2 separate regions of the Delphinus delphis genome follow, and region 1 is linked to region 2. A link is a contact called in public Hi-C data. All regions are on one chromosome and are shown on one strand. The core of a region is the stretch at or near the end of the contact, and the rest is flanking DNA. Distances in the headings are between cores, read along the strand shown. Region 1 holds the start of PDCL3 (phosducin like 3). Region 2 holds the start of RPL31 (ribosomal protein L31).

What was found. A called contact is a pair of places that touch in the nucleus more often than the background predicts.
Region 1: a contact with region 2 is called in a Hi-C map of lung, with 4 times the contacts expected there. The contact joins the promoter of PDCL3 here to the promoter of RPL31 in region 2. A contact is called at or near these places in 3 of 3 Hi-C or Micro-C datasets (lung and muscle).

What each region holds. Positions count from the first base shown.
Region 1 is chr12:7,577,203-7,580,700 of mDelDel1.2, forward strand. PDCL3 (phosducin like 3) reads right to left here and starts at 2,142. Exons shown (of 6, transcript XM_060027273.1): 1 at 1,996-2,142. The coding sequence starts at 2,001.
Region 2 is chr12:7,200,592-7,204,142 of mDelDel1.2, forward strand. RPL31 (ribosomal protein L31) reads right to left here and starts at 1,343. Exons shown (of 5, transcript XM_060027270.1): 1 at 1,308-1,343; 2 at 805-911. The coding sequence starts at 911.

The DNA of each region.
Region 1 (3,498 bases), core at 892-3,391, 380 kb after region 2:
TAGGGAAGCACAGTGAACGCCAAAGTCATCTACTTTACAGGTGAGAGGAAGAGATAGGCAATGAATAATTAAATATACAAAGAGATATATTACAAATTATGGCAAATGCAATGACCAACAGGCTGCTGAGCTAGAGCGTTCCAGGGGGCCTGCATTCCACAGGATGGCCAAGGACGTTCTTTCAGAAGAGGTGACGTTTAACCATGACTGGAGGGTGAGACGAAACCACAAAGAGGAGTGAAAACTTAGGAAATTACTTTCCAGGCAGAGGGACCAGCCTGTGCAAAGGGCCTGAGTGAGGAGATCAAGCATCCTAAAGCCCTGAGTGGCTGCAGGAAAATCAGAGGGAAAAGAGCCTGATTGACTCTCTAACGCCCAATCCTGAGAGGAAGAGCTGAGACCCCGTGGAAGAGCTCACAGCGGCTGCTGCTTACTGAGTCCTAGGTGCTGGGACCCTGCGAAGCCCCTTACCTGTATCTACCTAGTTAATCCTCACAAGCCTGGGACAGCCACAGCGCCAGGCTGGAACAAGTCAAATTCACCAGGATCAAATGTCAGAAGGATAAATGTCGAAGTGGGCTCTTAGCTCCAGAACCCAGCGGCCCAAACCCTGGTTTGGCACTGCTTGGCAGGAACACTGCTAACGGACCCGGTCTGGAATATGAAACCAGGGAGTTGTGGAAAGGGCACAGGGATAACCAGGCCTCAGCCCCAGCTCCTTGTCCCAGTCTTGCTGAAATATGTCAAAAGAAAAACTAGGGGCTTCCCTGGTGGCGCAGTGGTTGAGAGTCCACCTGCCAGTGTAGGGGACACGGGTTCGTGCCCCGGTCCGGGAAGATCCCACATGCCGCGGAGCGGCTGGGCCCGTGAGCCATGGCCACTGAGCCTGCGCGTCTGGAGCCTGTGCTCCGCAACGGGAGAGGCCACAACAGTGAGAGGCCCGCGTAAAGCAAAAAAAAAGAAAAAAAAAAAAAATACGAACAGAATCCTTTCCACAGGGTGGTCAGGAAGGAGGCGATGTTTTTAAGCCGAGACCTGAAGGACAGAGGATGCAAAGGAGGCCAGGGCAGCCCTGAGTTTCCTCTTCACCAGACGCGCTGGATTCGGAGATGATCGTCCTCTCCAGCCCCTAATCAAACCCATACTAACTCCATCTCCCTTTTGCCGCTGAGTCAGAGATGAGTCCCTCAGGATTCCTGACCACAGCGAGATCCGGGAGGCAGCAGAATGACTCTGGCGAAGGGTCCTTCAACAGTGACCAAATTGAGTTGTCAGAGATTTTCTCATAAAAGCATCCATTTCCACGGTGTCATTTTTTCCCACTTTTCCGTAGGTTTTAGTCAAATTCCATTAGCAAATTCCTGATACAATGAAAGAACAAAACTGGGGGATGTGGTTTTATCCATTTTAAGATGGAAAGTAACTGGGCTGCGGGACCCTCGGGCTGAGCTCTGGAAGCCAGGGAGTCCAGAGGGGGCGCACCTCTCCACCTGAACACCAACGTTGCGGGGAGGGTGTAATAACCCCTCACCCTGCTCTAGGTGGAGTCAGAACACGGGTTGTGTTATGGGACACCCCACCCCCCAGGCGGGACCCTCCACTCGTGCAAGCCTCAGCTTCCATCCGCGAAGGGGTCCACAACACACCTGCTCAGGTGCTCGCTAAGAGAGTTAACAAGTAGGAAGTAACTCTCAGTTAAGACCCGGAGAGGCCTTCACAGGCCGCACGGGAGACGAGCTCAAGGAGAGGCAGCCCCCAGGGCTGAGATTCCAGAGTGGGACACACGGCGTGGCGACGCCCAGCCCGCGGACCCGCGGGACCACGCCCGCCCGTCCGCACCGCGCCTGCGCCGGCCTAGCCGCGCGTGGCCTCCCCGTGCCTGCGGGGCCCGGCGCTTCCCACAGGTCTGGCAAGGACAGCCCGCCGCCGGCGCAGACCCAGCGGGACGAACGAACGGCCGCAGCCTCCAGACGTCGCGCCCCCCGGCTTGCTCACCTGCATTTTCTCACAACTCCCTCGAGCCCGGCCAGCGACGGCCTAACCACCCCTCAGCTCTCTTCCGCGCACGCGCGCAGCCGCCGCCCCATTCTTCTCCCAGCCCGGCCTTCGCCCCGCCCCCCGGGAGCGAGCTGGGCGGAGCCAGCGGGAAGCGAACTCTCTCCTCTGAGCCTGCGCCCGCTTCTCAACAGACTGGCGCGAAAGTGTGCGCGTGCGCGAGGCAGGACGCGCCTACAAGTGCGACTCTGAGCCAATCCCCGGGCGCTACCTAATTAGGGCAGGTCTTCGGCCTCCGAGCCCTGAGGCCGAGGTGCAGTCCGCTGCGGGACCGGGGGGCCTTCCGCCGCGGGACGAAGGTGTCTGAGGTCTCTGCCCAAGAAGTTAGAATTAGAAACGCGTTTCAGTGATTCAGTGTTACAACTAAAAATGATGCAGGGTTACCTAAAACAGAAAGGTGAAAGTCTCTTCACCTGGTTAAGCCTCAGGCGTTTTATATTTGCAGAAGTGCTTAGCCCTTTGCGGGGCACACTGGAGATACCGAGTAGAACTCAGCAAACTGAATTGTAAGATACAGGGGCTGGGCCCCAGGCTTCTGTGTATGCAGCACTTGGAATTTGAGTTAAATGAAAGCAATACTCCTCCCTGCACATCTGAGCTAGGTGGCCGCCTCCTGGCAGCTTAAGCAGACACAGGTAACACAGACCCACACATCTATAGGGTAGGCTAGGACTCAACTTGGACTCTCAACTTTGGCTACATTAGAACCACCTGGGAGCCTTCCAAAAACTGCAGCTACCCTGGGGCTCCATCCCCAAATTAAATCTCTAGCAATGGGACCTGGAACTGATTATTTTCTTAAAGATCCTCAGGTGTTGCTAATATACACAACCATTGATATAAAGTGAATCAAATGACTGCTTGAAGGCAAGGAGCTTTGATTTAATCATTTATAAGAATTCTTAAGATTAGCTAACTCCTTCCCACAGAATTATAGGTCACTTAAAACATGTGGTTATTCATTTATTTGGCAGCAAACTGAATGAATTTTCCTGGTTTCATCAGAAAAGTCAGGACCCAGGCTAGTTTAGAGTGGGTTTGGCCCAGTGCTAAGCTTAGTGTCCTCCACAGCACTAGAGGGAGCGCTGTTTTACCCTTTTCTGTTTCCAAGCCGTGTTACTTCCGGTGGCCGACACTCACCTCCACCCCCACCCCGTGATCCCTCTCTCCAGAGGAGATTAACAAGCCAAAGGCTCGAACTCTACTGCCTTCTCGTCTCTCAGAGAAAGGTGCCTCTCCCACTTTGGTCAAAGACTCTATCCTCCCGTGCTCCAGACTGCCGTCCCTCCCACCTCCCCAGAAACTTCTGTCCATCATTCCATCACTCTTAGCTCTGAAGAAAATAATTAAGGCTCAGGAGAAAAAATTGGAACTGTAAGAATGGAAAAAGAAAAGAATTGGAAAAAAAGATTTCTATCTGTGGGTGATATGATATGATAGCAT
Region 2 (3,551 bases), core at 93-2,592:
CAGGCAATTCTGCTCCACGGACTGGTGCCCGAATACAGTATTCTGCAGTGCAACACATGCTATCAAAAATACCCCAAGTAACAGTATTCAAGAAGAGGTTTGGTCTCCATCATCACTAGTAAGCACCATGTGCAGAAAAAACGGGAAGCCTCGCTAAGCTTGAGAACAGGGAACCACCAAACCCCAGGGACGAAAACCAAGAACCAGCACGTTCCAAATCGTTCCCAATATGCTTGCACCTCACTAATCCACAACCTCCAAGTGTCGCCGGCACAAACACGGCCCTATAACCCCACCGATACACTCTTTTCCGGTCCCTCCAGCAGCTGCACTGGCGGCATTACAGCTTTACCGATGTTACTACGCAACTGTGGAGGTCAGCGAACTAAAGGAAGCCCATCGGAGTGTTCGTATTCTGGGCCGGGCACAGCTTTAGCTAACTGGTTACCTTTACTAAGGCCTAGACACATCGAAAAAGCTTGCTTCCCCTCATATACACATCTTTCATCCTTCAGGCCTGCCAAGGTGTAACTGCGAAACAGAGTGAAATGATTTTATCGTTACCGTATTTCTCCAAGTTGGCTCTCCCAGAAACCTAATCTGTCTAGGTATTAACCTCTGAGCATTACGCTTTAACCCCTGTAAGCCTTAAACAGGGTCCACGGAATACAGACGAGCTTTTGAAGAAATGCGTAATTTCTAGACCACACAGCATCCAGACGACTAGACTGACCCCAGGGACAACCAGACCGCCATCTCGGGAGCCCCCATCAGCAAGGCATAGACGACCGCAGGGGTACTCACACTCCGTGGATGCGCTTGTGAATGTTGATGGTGTATTCTCTGGTCACCACCTCGTTGATGGCGGACCGGCCCTTCTTCTTCTCGCCGCCCTTCTTTGCGGGAGCCATCTAAGCCCAGGCAACAACGAGGCTCAGAGCGAGTGGGACAAACCCAAGCCAAGTCCTCCCTCCCGGCCCGGCCTCACGCAGCCGCCCTCGGAGCGGGTCCGGCGAGGCCCCTGAAGCCCCAGGTCTGGACAAAGCCAAGCCGGCCACCCCGCGCAGCCCAAGCATCCGCGCCCCTTAGGTGCCCCCGCCCCGGAAACCCCTGCGGCCCGGGTTCTCCTAAGGTTGGCCACTCTCTCTCCCAGTCTCCGGGAGCCCTTAAATGCAGGGCAGATTCCCGTGCCGTCGGAACGCGGGGCCCCGTGCCGGGTCAAGAGAGAGCCCGCTGTCCTAGTCGACACAATCCGGGGCGAGGATGCCGCCGGATTCCTGCAGCCGGCACCGAGCGCACATACTCACCTTGCTCGTCCGGGGTTAGAAAGGAAGGCCGGGAGGGATTGTGGGAGAAGGAAAGCAGGGTCGCAAATACAACTTCCGGGTCACCTGGAGGCGGGTGGAGGGGGCGGGTGAGAGGAGGGAAGAGGCGAGGCTGTGACGTAAGCGGCGCGCGCCGGGAGGGAAAATCTAGAGGGCCTCGGGCGCGGGACCTGGAGAGTCGCGCTCTCTGCGCCAGCTTCCTGCCGCGCGACCCCGCCTCCTGCGCGCGAACGAGTGTGGGAGGGACTTGCGTCTCCGGTCTTACTCTTGAGAGGAAACCGGACCTTGGTCCCCAGGTGGAGGAGGGCGTGGCGGGGAGGAAAGTCGCTCTTCTGTTATTCCCACTCGCTCAGTGATTCGGCCAGCGGTGTCTGACCCTGTGTTCCCGGCTGGAGGCCCGGAGATGACTGACGCGGCTGCCGCCCTGGAGGGGCTCCGGTCGGGCAGAGCGGGCTCGCGAGAAGGGCGTCCTCGCTGCCCGGCCCGGGGAGCCTCTCGGGGTTGGGTGGGGGGCCGCGATCAGCCGCAGTGGGACCTGGGCTAGGGGCGAGGAGGGGGGTAGAGCAGAGGCCTGCACAAGAAGTGTTTCGAAATCAAAATCGCCAGTTTGTAACTGACTATATGAAGTGTCAATTTAGGAGACTGTTAGTAGTTGACAAAATCACCTTAGAAAGGGAGAGTAAAATACTATACAAGCTATTACATTGGAGAAATCAATATGATTTCATGACCTTAAAGAAATACCTGTTTTTCGCTCGATCACAACAAAATGGCCCAATAATAGCAATAGAAGCAGCACTTTTATCCAACACCTGATGTAAGATACGTACCTTGAGAATGAAAAGGGAGGAACCTGACGCCAGGAGGTCGGGTGTGAGTTGACAGACTACAGAGCCAAGTCCCGCGTCCCCAGGCCAAACCCACGGGTTCACAACTCTGGACCTTCAGTCTGCCGATCAGAAATTGCGTTCTCTTTTGGAGGGGGCGAGGGCATGATAAGATCCTTAAACCTAGGGAGGTGTAAAAACTTTACTGGGTGAGTTATTGAAACCCTAGAACGGTATGTTAAAACTGGAGCGCTGAGAAGGTGTGAGAATGAGCATGTTGTAAAATACAGACGCGTTAAATCTGTGATATTCACATTTTGCAACCAGTTTAGATGTAAAGATATATATATATATAGTTATATTTTGTGGATCCTTTTAGAACTTTTAAGAAAGCTTCTGTATCAGACTTGAGATTTTAATTCTTACAAGGGTTATTTGTAATCTCTTTTCATAATTGGGGAAATTTTGGGGGTAAATTCCTAAATATTGACTCATTTGTTGTTTAAGCAGCATGTGATTAATAAGGGAAATGTTGACTATTTAATGGTTAAAAGAATGCTAATCGATAAATGTATAAGATTAGTCAGTTGGACATTAAATGACTTACAGTTAGTGGTGACTATCTTTCCACGTACAAAATCCCCTCTGACAGAAAGGAATTTACCAGCATGGAGGATAAAGTTTTTCAGTTTATATCGATGGGTGGGGTCGTGGCTCCACTGAAAGAGGTGGGGACTTCGGGAGGGGCAGATGGTTTTAAAGGAAGTTGAGTCACATACTGAATTAAATTCAGGACCTTTTAAGTGTGTATAAAGTGGTAACCCAATATTGGAGTATATATTTTAAGGCCTGTATTATTTCAGTGAATGTGCTGATGGGTTACCCTGCTTCTCCCATAACTGGACATTGGCTGGTTAGGGAATAATCCTAAAGGAAATTTTTTTTTCTTTCTGATGAGCTTTTTTCACCCGGAAAAATAAAGCTGCTTCACAGATACCATAAGGCTGTATATTTCAGCTATTTCGTCAACCATGTTATGCATACAGAAGTATGCTGTCGTTTGTACGATCGCACATAGGCATTGTATGAAATTCATACGTCTGTGTCCAAAAAGCCACATATGTCATGTCTCTGGAGGATCCAAATTAGTTATTTGTCTAGGTTATTAAGGGATGACTTTAAAACCTTCAGGCTTCACATAAAGTGAAGAGAGAAACTGAAGCAATTTTCTACCCAACACCCACATTTTACCAGATAATTTTGGCAAGAGTCCAACATGTCATGACTTAGAATGATCTCATAGTTGATCAGTTCACCGTGTTGCCTGTATAAACAAAAATTTTAAATTAATTTAATGGACGTTAGTTGCCATTAGAGACAGAAGATACTACATTTTAAT